Regions from separate parts of the Rattus norvegicus genome. Here region 1 is linked to region 2. Evidence: chromatin contacts called from public Hi-C data. All regions are on one chromosome and are shown on one strand. Each heading gives the region's core, a stretch centred on a gene start, on an enhancer-like site or on the middle of the called end of the contact. The rest is flanking DNA. Distances are from core to core; before and after follow the strand shown. Region 1 overlaps Itgb4 (integrin subunit beta 4). Region 2 holds the start of Recql5 (RecQ like helicase 5).

Evidence for each region. A called contact is a pair of places that touch in the nucleus more often than the background predicts.
Region 1: a Hi-C map of Schwann cells shows a contact between it and region 2, with 6 times the contacts expected there. The contact joins the enhancer-like site here to the promoter of Recql5 in region 2. A contact is called at or near these places in 11 of 12 Hi-C or Micro-C datasets (the A7r5 cell line, the Rat2 cell line, Schwann cells and 6 more) and 1 of 1 datasets of contacts at active chromatin or transcription factors (oligodendrocytes).

Annotation. Positions count from the first base shown.
Region 1 is chr10:101,722,136-101,727,023 of GRCr8, forward strand. It overlaps Itgb4 (integrin subunit beta 4), which reads left to right. Exons shown (of 40, transcript NM_013180.2): 19 at 1,617-1,650; 20 at 1,956-2,147; 21 at 2,403-2,506; 22 at 2,763-2,821; 23 at 2,994-3,017; 24 at 3,727-3,875; 25 at 3,962-4,141; 26 at 4,629-4,777. Among named protein-coding and RNA genes, the nearest start is that of Itgb4, 19 kb to the left of the region's middle. Within about 2 kb of position 3,391, at least 1 of the 93 cell types and tissues checked has an H3K27ac peak or open chromatin away from gene starts, as enhancers often do. A contact at or near this core is called in Schwann cells, where this site is marked.
Region 2 is chr10:101,661,253-101,666,026 of GRCr8, forward strand. It overlaps Recql5 (RecQ like helicase 5), which reads right to left and starts at 3,330. Exons shown (of 19, transcript NM_001105853.1): 1 at 2,653-3,330; 2 at 343-464. The coding sequence starts at 2,782. It overlaps Sap30bp (SAP30 binding protein), which reads left to right and starts at 3,503. Exons shown (of 11, transcript NM_001108305.1): 1 at 3,503-3,645. The coding sequence starts at 3,540.

The sequences.
Region 1 (4,888 bases), core at 2,141-4,640, 61 kb after region 2:
CTGTGAACAAGGCGGGCAGAAGCTAACAATCAGGGGCTGTCAGCAGAGGCAACAGACTTGAGGGGTGCATAGCATCAGAATGCAGGGTTGTAGGGGCAGAGACCACATACTGCTCTAACCCATGGCAGTGTGGGATGTGTGTGTGGTACACAGAAGTGGGTTCTATGATCAAATTTGTTAGAGAAGTATGTACTCCTCAGAGCCTTCAAATGTCTACATAATGGGTTAGGAATGTAGCTGAGTTGATGTTGGTCTTGCTTCATACTTATGAAGCCCTGGACTTGATCCCAAACATGCCATAACACTGGGGCAGAGCTAGATGTGGAGGTGAACAACTTTAATCCCAGCAGCAGTCAGGAGGCAGAGGCAGGGGGATCTTTGTGAGTTTAAGGAGAGCCTGGTCTACATAGCAAGATCCAGGCCAGCCAAGGCTGCATAGTGAGACTTTGTCTCAAACAAACCAGAGCGGGAGGGGTGGGGGAGGGAGAGAGACAGAGACAGAGACACAGAGAGACAGAGACAAAGAGACAGAGAGAGACAGAGAGACAGAGAGATTCCTATCATCTGGGGATAAGAATGCAGGAGTGTGCCAAGGTTGTCCTCAACTACATAGCAAGTTTGAGGGCAGCCTGGGCTACATGAAAACCTGTTTCAAAAATAAATAAGCAGAGACCCAAGCACGGTGGCCCACACTTTTAATCTCAGAACTCAGAAGCAGGCTGATCTCTGTTAGCTCCAGGCCTGGTCTACAGAGCAAGTACCAGGCATACCAGGACTACATAGAGGGGGCCTTGTCTCAAAATAAATAAAAATTAATTGTAAAAATTAAAATAGAGTTGGTAAGATGGTTTAGCAGGAAAAGGCACCAGCTGCCAGCTGCCATAGCTGACTGACAACCTTACTTTGGTTTCTGGGACCCACGTGGTGGAGAGAACCAACTCCTATCAGTTATCCTCTGACCTCCATGTGTGTGTGTGTGTGTGTGTGTGTGTGCGCGCCTGTGTGTGTGTGTGAAGGGGGCAGCGTTTCTCTGTGTAACAGCTCTGGCTCTCCTGGAACTCACAGACTCACAGAGATCCGCCTGCCTCCACCTCCTGAGTGCCGGGATTAAAGGTGTGCGCCACCATGCCTGGTGAAAGATTATTTTTAAAGGAAGGGGAGGGTGAGAGAAGTAGGGTCTGGGAGGATATCTCAGTGAGTCAGAGCATTGCTGAAGCAGCATGAGGACCTGACTTTGAATCCTTATCACCTCGTAACCCCAGTGCTGTGGGAGGCCACCAGCCTATCTCTGGGTTCAATGATAGATCCTGTGTCAAAGGAATAATGTGGAAAATGGCAGAGCAGGATACCTGGTGTCCTCCTCAGACTCCTGCACATACACACACACACACACACACACACACACACACACACACACACACATATATACACACACTCACACACATGTTCACACATTATACACACACGTGTCCTCCTCAGGCTCCTGCACATGTTCGTGCATGCACACACACATACACACACACTTCTAGTGAAAAGACTTGACGTGGAGGTGCCTGGAGTGGCCTATCTAACCTGGGACAACCATCCTAACCTCACCTCTAACTCTTATCTCCTAGGCCTGCCTGGGACTTCTTCCTTGCTGCAACCAAGGTATGGGCCAGGCACAAGTGTGAGCAGTGGGTATCTGACTGCTTTTTCTTTGGGCCGGAGGAGATGTGTGGGTGGAGCCAAAAGCAGAGAAAGTGGAGGCCCTGGGTTCCACCTGATGGGTACAGCTATGAAGGCCTAGGTGAGGGGTTGGGGATTTAGCTCAGTGGTAGAGCGCTTGCCTAGGAAGCGCAAGGCCCTGGGTTCGGTCCCCAGCTCCGGAAAAAAAGAACCAAAAAAAAAAAAAAAAAAAAAAAAAGCATGAAGGCCTAGGTGGGGTCCCTGGTGCTGAGGACCCTTCCCCGCAGGTCACATGGTGGGCTTTAAGGAAGATCACTATATGCTGCGGGAGAACCTGATGGCCTCTGACCACCTGGACACGCCCATGCTGAGAAGTGGGAACCTCAAGGGACGAGACACAGTCCGCTGGAAGATCACCAACAATGTGCAACGGCCTGGCTTTGCCACCCATGCTGCCAGCATCAGCCCCACAGAGCTCGGTGAGGGGCAGGGCTGGATGCTGCCCTTCTTGGGATTTCTGTCCCTGACCCAGGTCATACCATTCCTGTTCTCGTTGGGGGTTGGGGACTCAGTTCCTTTATGGCCCATCACGATGGCACCAAGACTCTAGGGCCTATGTGTACCTGACACAATGACAACGGCCAGTTGTCCTTGGCCTTAGGCTGGGGTGTAGAGGTCACGCTCTGCAGTGCCTTCTGCATAGCGGGCTGACGGTGCCCATATTTCCCACACAGTACCCTATGGGCTATCCCTGCGCCTTGGCCGCCTCTGCACTGAGAACCTCATGAAGCCTGGCACCCGAGAGTGTGACCAGCTACGCCAGGAGGTGGAGGAAAATGTGAGGACCAGAATCAGCTGAGTGGGGACCACCAGACGTGGGTGCGGTGGCCGCCTGTGGGAGAGCCGAGGGCTGTAGCCCCGGAACCTAGACTTTTCTAGGCAGGAGGGAGAGGAGCTCTTTGGACGTGTGCTTCGAATGGGGTCATCTTGGGTGGCAGCAGAGCCTGGCTTTCAGGGTTCATCCCTCAGGCCTAGGGAACCTAAGCTGGAGAGGTCCTCTGGCCTAATCTCAACCTTCTCCCCTTGCCTGACAGCTGAATGAGGTATACAGACAAGTCAACGGCGTACACAAGCTCCAGCAGACGAAGTTCCGGTGAGTCCTGGGGAGCCCCAGGTCGGGTGTGTGTGTGTGGTGGTGTTGGGGTACCTGCCTGCACTGAACCCTGCTCTCAGGCAGCCAGGGTGCCCAGGGTTGGATGGGAGTTGTTCACTCAAGCTCCCACTCCAAAAGACACATGGCTCATGGCCCTCCTTTGTCCCCACAGACAGCAACCCAACGCTGGGAAAAAGTGAGTTGAAGAATACAAGATGGGCAGTCCCACCTCCTTCCCTCCACCCTGAGCTCCGACCACCTACCTGCCCACCCGCTCTAGCCCTCTGATCAAACCTTAGGAAGGGAAGGCCCTAAGTCTGCCATTGGCTAGGCCCTCAATTCCTTCCCTCCAAGGTCTGTTCATCAAGCAACTACTTATAAGATGCATTTACCGTGAATCGACCCCTCAACTAAAACAAAACAGAGACCAGCCCCTGCCCCATGGGCTCGTGGCCCTGCCCCTCCTCTCCCAGGGCCAGAGATTCTCACACTGAGCCTCAGTTGCAGGCAGGTTACCAAACAGACATCAGGTCCTGCAGCTTCTGCCCTGCTGGGGAGGAGGGTGGGTGACAAGGAGCCCTACAGCTAGTCAGAACTGGAATGGGCCACACGTGGCCAGGCTCTGACCAGCACCTCTGAGGGCTCACAGCCATCTCAGCCAACATTCTCGGTGACTGCCAGAGTGTCCCCCTTTCTGACTCCATTTTCCAATGAGAAAACCGAGACTCAGGGAGGTTAAGTCCCTGGCCTGAGCCTCCCTGCTGCCCCACACCCAACCCTTGTACAGCAGCCCTGTTTGGTGAGGTGGGCGGGGAAGCCCTGGTGAGTGGCAGGATGGTGGAGGAGGAGGAGCCAGTGCTGACTCACATCTTGTCCCTCCTCCTCTACTTGGACACACAACCCAGGCAAGACCACACCATTGTGGACACAGTGTTGCTGGCGCCCCGCTCTGCCAAGCAGTCGCTGCTGAAGCTGACAGAGAAGCAGGTGGAGCAGGGGTCCTTCCATGAACTCAAGGTGGCCCCTGGTTACTACACCCTCACAGCAGAGCAGGGTAGGTAATGCAGCCTCCTCACCTTACGCTGCTCCACCTCCCCTCCCCCACGTGGCCCCGAGACCCATGTCTGACTCGTACCCCAGATGCCCGGGGCATGGTGGAGTTCCAGGAGGGGGTAGAGCTGGTGGACGTGCGTGTGCCCCTCTTCATCCGGCCTGAGGATGATGATGAGAAACAGCTGCTGGTGGAGGCCATTGATGTCCCCGTGGGCACTGCCACCCTTGGTCGACGCCTGGTAAACATCACCATCATTAAGGAGCAAGGTTGGTCAGGGTTGGGGGCCGGGGTCTGAGTTCCTTGATCCTCCTGATATCAAGTGGAAGTGGGACAGGGCCATGGGGCCTAGGCCAATCACTTACTCTCTGAGAACCTTAGAATCTCCATCTGTAAAATGGGCACAGGAGGCCATCGCTGTGCCTTTGCACAGCACCTGGTACAGGTCTAAGTGGTAGTCACGGCTCAGTCTCTCCTCTTTCTTCTTTGTGGTGTTGGGGACAAAACCCAACATGGCAGGCAGATGCTCTACCACTGAGCTACATCCTCAGTCCAAGTGGGAATCCCCAACTCTTAGGTACTTGTCCCTGTCCCTGACTTTCCAGGCTGCCTGCTGGATTTTATTTTAGCCCCTTCACTTCTTTATGAAGAAATTTCCATCCCATCCCTCTGGAGCCTGGAGTGGGTGGGAGGGAGGGAAGGAGCTAAGAAGGAATTGGATCCAGGACTGTTGACCAGCACCCCGGTTCCTTGCAGCTAGCGGGATAGTGTCCTTTGAGCAGCCTGAATACTCAGTGAGTCGTGGAGACCAGGTGGCCCGCATCCCTGTCATCCGGCACATCCTGGACAACGGCAAGTCCCAGGTCTCCTATAGCACACAGGATAATACAGCACATGGACACCGGGTAAGGCTCAGTCAAGGGGGACTGTCCAGTGGTTTCCATGGTAGCTGCCCCAATCCATCCATCATAGCTGCCTCAATCCTCGGATGCTCGCAGTATCCCCAGACAAAGATG
Region 2 (4,774 bases), core at 2,080-4,579:
AATTTTACACACCCATAATCCTAGCCTTCCTGAGGTAGACAGCGGCAAGAATGGAAGTTCAAAGGCAGCCTAGGCCTTAAAAAAATGCCAATTAGATGGATCTATAGATAATGGTATATGAATAAAGTGTCTATGAAAGAAATTGAAAGTAAAATTAGAAGGGGACAAAGTGAACAGACAGGAGGGAAGGGCAAAAAGGGAAGGGAGGCGGGGGATGTGCCCCACGTGCAGTGTGTGTTTATCTGAAAACTGGGAAAGGTGACGGCCAAAGCAAACAAGCAAAACGCCCCTGTCCCTCATGATCCTTTTGAGGTTTCATGTACACTCCTCTGCAAGACTCACCTGAATCAAGGCAATGAGAGGAGAGACCACAATGGTGATCCCTTTAGCCAGCACGGCAGGGAGCTGATAGCACAGAGATTTCCCTGCCCCTGTGGGCATGCACACAAACACATCCTTGTCACCTGCAAAGAGAGCAGAGAACACTTCAATAGATCTGAATGCCTCTTGCATTAATGCCTTTGAAGGAGTAATTTGTTTTCTTTACCATTATTTATTTATTTTGGACAGGGGTTCTTGGTGTAGCAGCCTTGGCTGTCCTGGAACTCAATTTGTACACCAGGCTGGTCTTTGAACTCCAAGATCTGCCTGCCTCTGCCTCCTGAGTGCACCACCATCCACCATACCTGCCCCCCCACCCCCCTGTGACCACTTCTTTCTTTTTTTGGAAGGATTTTGACTACTTAACCACAGCCGACTTGGAATTTGCTCTGTTGACTGAGCTGGCTTTGAACTTGCTTGATCCTCCTGACTCTGTGTTCCAAATGCTGGGATTCCAGCCCTATGCAACTAAGCCTGGATGATTGTTGGAAATCAAATGAGAATGTAGGGAAAGCATCTAGCAGAGCATCTGCACACGGGAATGTCTCGGTATAAGGTTTGCTTCCTTCCATTTATTCCCTTCCCCACGCTTGGGAGACCGAGACATTCGGAAAAACTGCTTCTAACGGTGATACTGTGATAGCTAAAGAAACTTCATTCTGTGCTGGTTACCATCTGTGTCCGACTCGAGTTCCTGAAGATAAGTTCCCAGCAACCTTGACTCCTTGACACCCCCCCCCCCCACATACTCAGAAATGGGCAGCCCTGACCATTAGTTTGTTATGCTCTGACTAACTGCTGATTGTGGCTTCTGTGTCTTGCTTATGCAGTCATTCAAGGACTATTTAGAGAGTCACCTTGACTATCTAATCTTGGCAGGGTAGAAGAGCTTTCGTGGATTTTGCTTTTAAAAGCCCTTCCTTACCCACTTCTGGGTAGCACATCCTTGATTTGGGTCAGAGACTGCGGCAATCGCTTCTCGGCCTTTTGGCTAAGATCAAGTGTCGAGACTGCGGCGAGGCTGACAGCTTTACCAAATTTGGCTAATTAAAATCTAAATTGAGTCTGGGAGTCTTTTATGGTGGTGGTCTTGAACTTAACAATAAGGGTAATAAAAATAAGCAAAGCATTCATCGAGTGTGGTAGCACACACCTTTAATCCCATCCCTCAGGAGGCAGGGGCTGGCCTGGTTTATAAAGTCAATTCCAGCACAGCTATGACTACAGAGAGAAACTGCGTCTCAAAACATCAAAAAGTAAGAAAGCATTCAGGAGGTATAGGTAGAGGAAGACTGACCTCTGGAAATTCGAGGCCAGCCTGGCCTACATAGCTAGTTCTAGGCCAGTGGTCTACATAGCTAGTTCTAGGTCAGCTAAGCAGCCAAGCTGTGTAGTAAGAACTTGTTTCTAAAAACAAACAGAACAAGGCTTAAGTAGTCTTGAGCTGCTGGGGGGGTGAGTGTTTGGATTAAACACCCAGGGAAGCAGAGTTCTGGGCACACCGGGGTAGAAAGCCAAGGCTATTTTACCACTCAGAAGTCTGTTAATAAGCCTGTCACTGGTAGGGCACTGCTGTTCCCTCCCATTTGGACAACCTCAGTCACCCTATTTCCAGTTTACAGTGTTCCTAGTCTCTCCAGCTTACAGTGTTATTAGTCTTTCTTTCTTTCTTTTTTGTTGTTGTTGAGTCTTTTTTTTTTCCTTTTTTTTTTATTGGATATTTCTTTATTTACATTTCAAATGTTATAGTCTCTTCTTTTCTACCTGGAACTCAAGCTACTGAACTTACAAGTAAGAGGATTACCTAGGTCACTGACAGGATTAAGCATTACTGCTGCCCTTGCTACTACCTGTGCAGGAACAAGAACGGGCGTCTAGGAACAGACGTCAAGGGCAATCTGTGGGTCTGGCTATGAATAAACACCAGAACACTCGTGAGTGGTTCTGTCCAAAACTTGTAGCAGGTTATGATAGCCCATACCTGTAATACCAGTATTTAATAACCCAGAAGCAGAAGGGCTGCTCAAGTTTGAGGCCAACTTGATGTGTATAGAGAATTCCAGGCCAGCCAGGGCTACATAGACAGCATATCAATAAACGAACAAACAAATAGACACCTACCATCAATAAACAACCCCTAGCTTTAGTTGTGAAAGATTTCCAAACCAGTAATGGATAAAGGGTGAGGAGGTAGGAGTCAAGAGGGTGTTGTGCTACAGAGATACGACGGTACAACCAGCAGTCTGCAAAACAGGTAGCTTGTCATGTTACCTTTCACTACAGCCATGATCGCACTCTCTTGTAAAGGTGTTTTAAAAGAATCAAACCCAAAGACTTTCTTCAGGGTGCTCCGGACTCGCCGCTCCCGGTCGAAGGGAGTGGAGAAAGGACGGGCGCTCATCTTTGCAAAAAGCAGCAGCCAAAAGGTGAATGCAAAGGTAGTCAAAGGTTATCCCAGGAAACCCCCTGCTCCGCTTTAAAATATAGCCTTTGTTTCTTCTGCAGTATAATCTGCTATGTTACGCTTAAATATATCATTCTCCAGCAGTAAAAGTGAAGGTTGAATTGCTTCACGCAATACATCCCTGAGGAGTTAACATCACTTCTCCCTTTAATGAAAATAAAAACAATGAACTTTCCAGGTCAGTGGAACAGAACTAGAAACTGAACCACAACAAAGCCCGCAAACGTCTTCAGATCCGACTGGAGAACTTGGAATCCTTTTTCTAGGGTCCTTGTTCTAGAAGCAAAGCCATAGAGACCACTCTCCCTTACAGGATGCCGAGCCCCCCTTCCTCTGGGCCCCAAGTCAACAGGTTTCGCCCTTCGCCAGCCAAATGCTCCCTAAGATGTCAGACCCCAGGCTCTTTTCGGTTGGCTCTGCAGCTTTTTAAAGAACACTACTCCCTAATTCTAACTCAGAAACCAAACCGCCCGAGTAGCCAGCGAAGTAGAAGCCGCAAAACCTTACTTCCGTCCCGTGCTGATGACGTTTCCAAGAGCTGCGCGTAAGGGGTGGAGCCATGCCCAGAAGCGGCCCTTTTGATTGGTTTTCAGTCGGGCGCGGAGTCTCCTGGGATGCGGAAGAAGTTGGTTTTCTCGCACCTAAATCGGCTTATGAGTCATAGGTGTGAGCCACACCGTGCTGTGGGAATAAAATGGCGGGGAAGAAGAATGTTTTGTCGTCTCTTGCAGTTTATGCGGAATATTCAGATCCTGAATCTGATGGCGAAACTGGAGTCGACGCTGTAGGCAGTGCGGCTGGTGAGACTTGAGCTGGAAAGAGGGATTGGTATCTGTTATGGTTAAAACATGCTGCTTCTCTAGCGGGGTTTGGGGAGAAGCGATGCTTATTGTGCTCCTGGTGTCGGATCCTGGAACCCCAAAGCGTAGCGGATGTTCTAGGTCAGACATTAGAACGTCTTGTATGAATGATCTCTCTTTCTGCGACCTTCTGTGCAAGGCATCATGCTGGCCAGAGCATGGACCAAGGTCAGACATTAGAACGTCTTGTATGAATGATCTCTCTTTCTGCGACCTTCTGTGCAAGGCATCATGCTGGCCAGAGCATGGACCAAGGTCAGACATTAGAACGTCTTGTATGAATGATCTCTTTTTCTGCGACCTTCTGTGCAAGGCATCATGCTGGCCAGAGCATGGACCAAGGGATGCCGCATCAGTGTCTAGCCGAGACATCACTGCCTCGTTGTTTGATGGGGAAGAGAGGAGTGAAATGTACCTGGAGGATGATAAAATTTGCGTTTCGTTAAATTGGTAACTTTTTAGGAATGGGCTCAAAGTCTGTCCTAGTGCTTTTAAAAATACATCTCTCCAAAGTGCATAATTCTGTAGCTTTTTCGTAGAATGTGCTGGACATCCTTAAGCCTTCTAAGGCTCTAGGGCGATTCTGTTGCTTTGTGAGTTTTCAAAGCCTATCAGTAATCCTGTTGCCCTCAGACTGCAAACCACAATGGGATTTCTTGAAGGAATGAATAGAGGAAGCCAATTACCTTATATACCAGAGTTTTGGGTCTTCTCAGCTGCAAAGTAGGGTAAAACAATGAGGAAGAGAGTCTTGCGCATAGAAGGCGTTTTTGAGGTTGCATATGAGACAAGATAGAGATGTGTATGGTATGTCAAAGCAGGAGTTTAAGCAACCTGCTGGGCTGGTTCAAAGAGGGGAAGGCTCTAACTGGTCTAATAGACCAACAGCATGTAACAGACCCCCATCCCTTGGAACTGGAATCAAACCCAGGATTTTACACATGTTAGGAAAGCATTCCACTACTTTGCTACTTCCCCAGCCTATACTAAAAATATTAAGACATGAGTTTACTGTTTAATTTTCTTTTCATATACATATGGAGTGGACCATGCAAATGAGTTCTGCCCA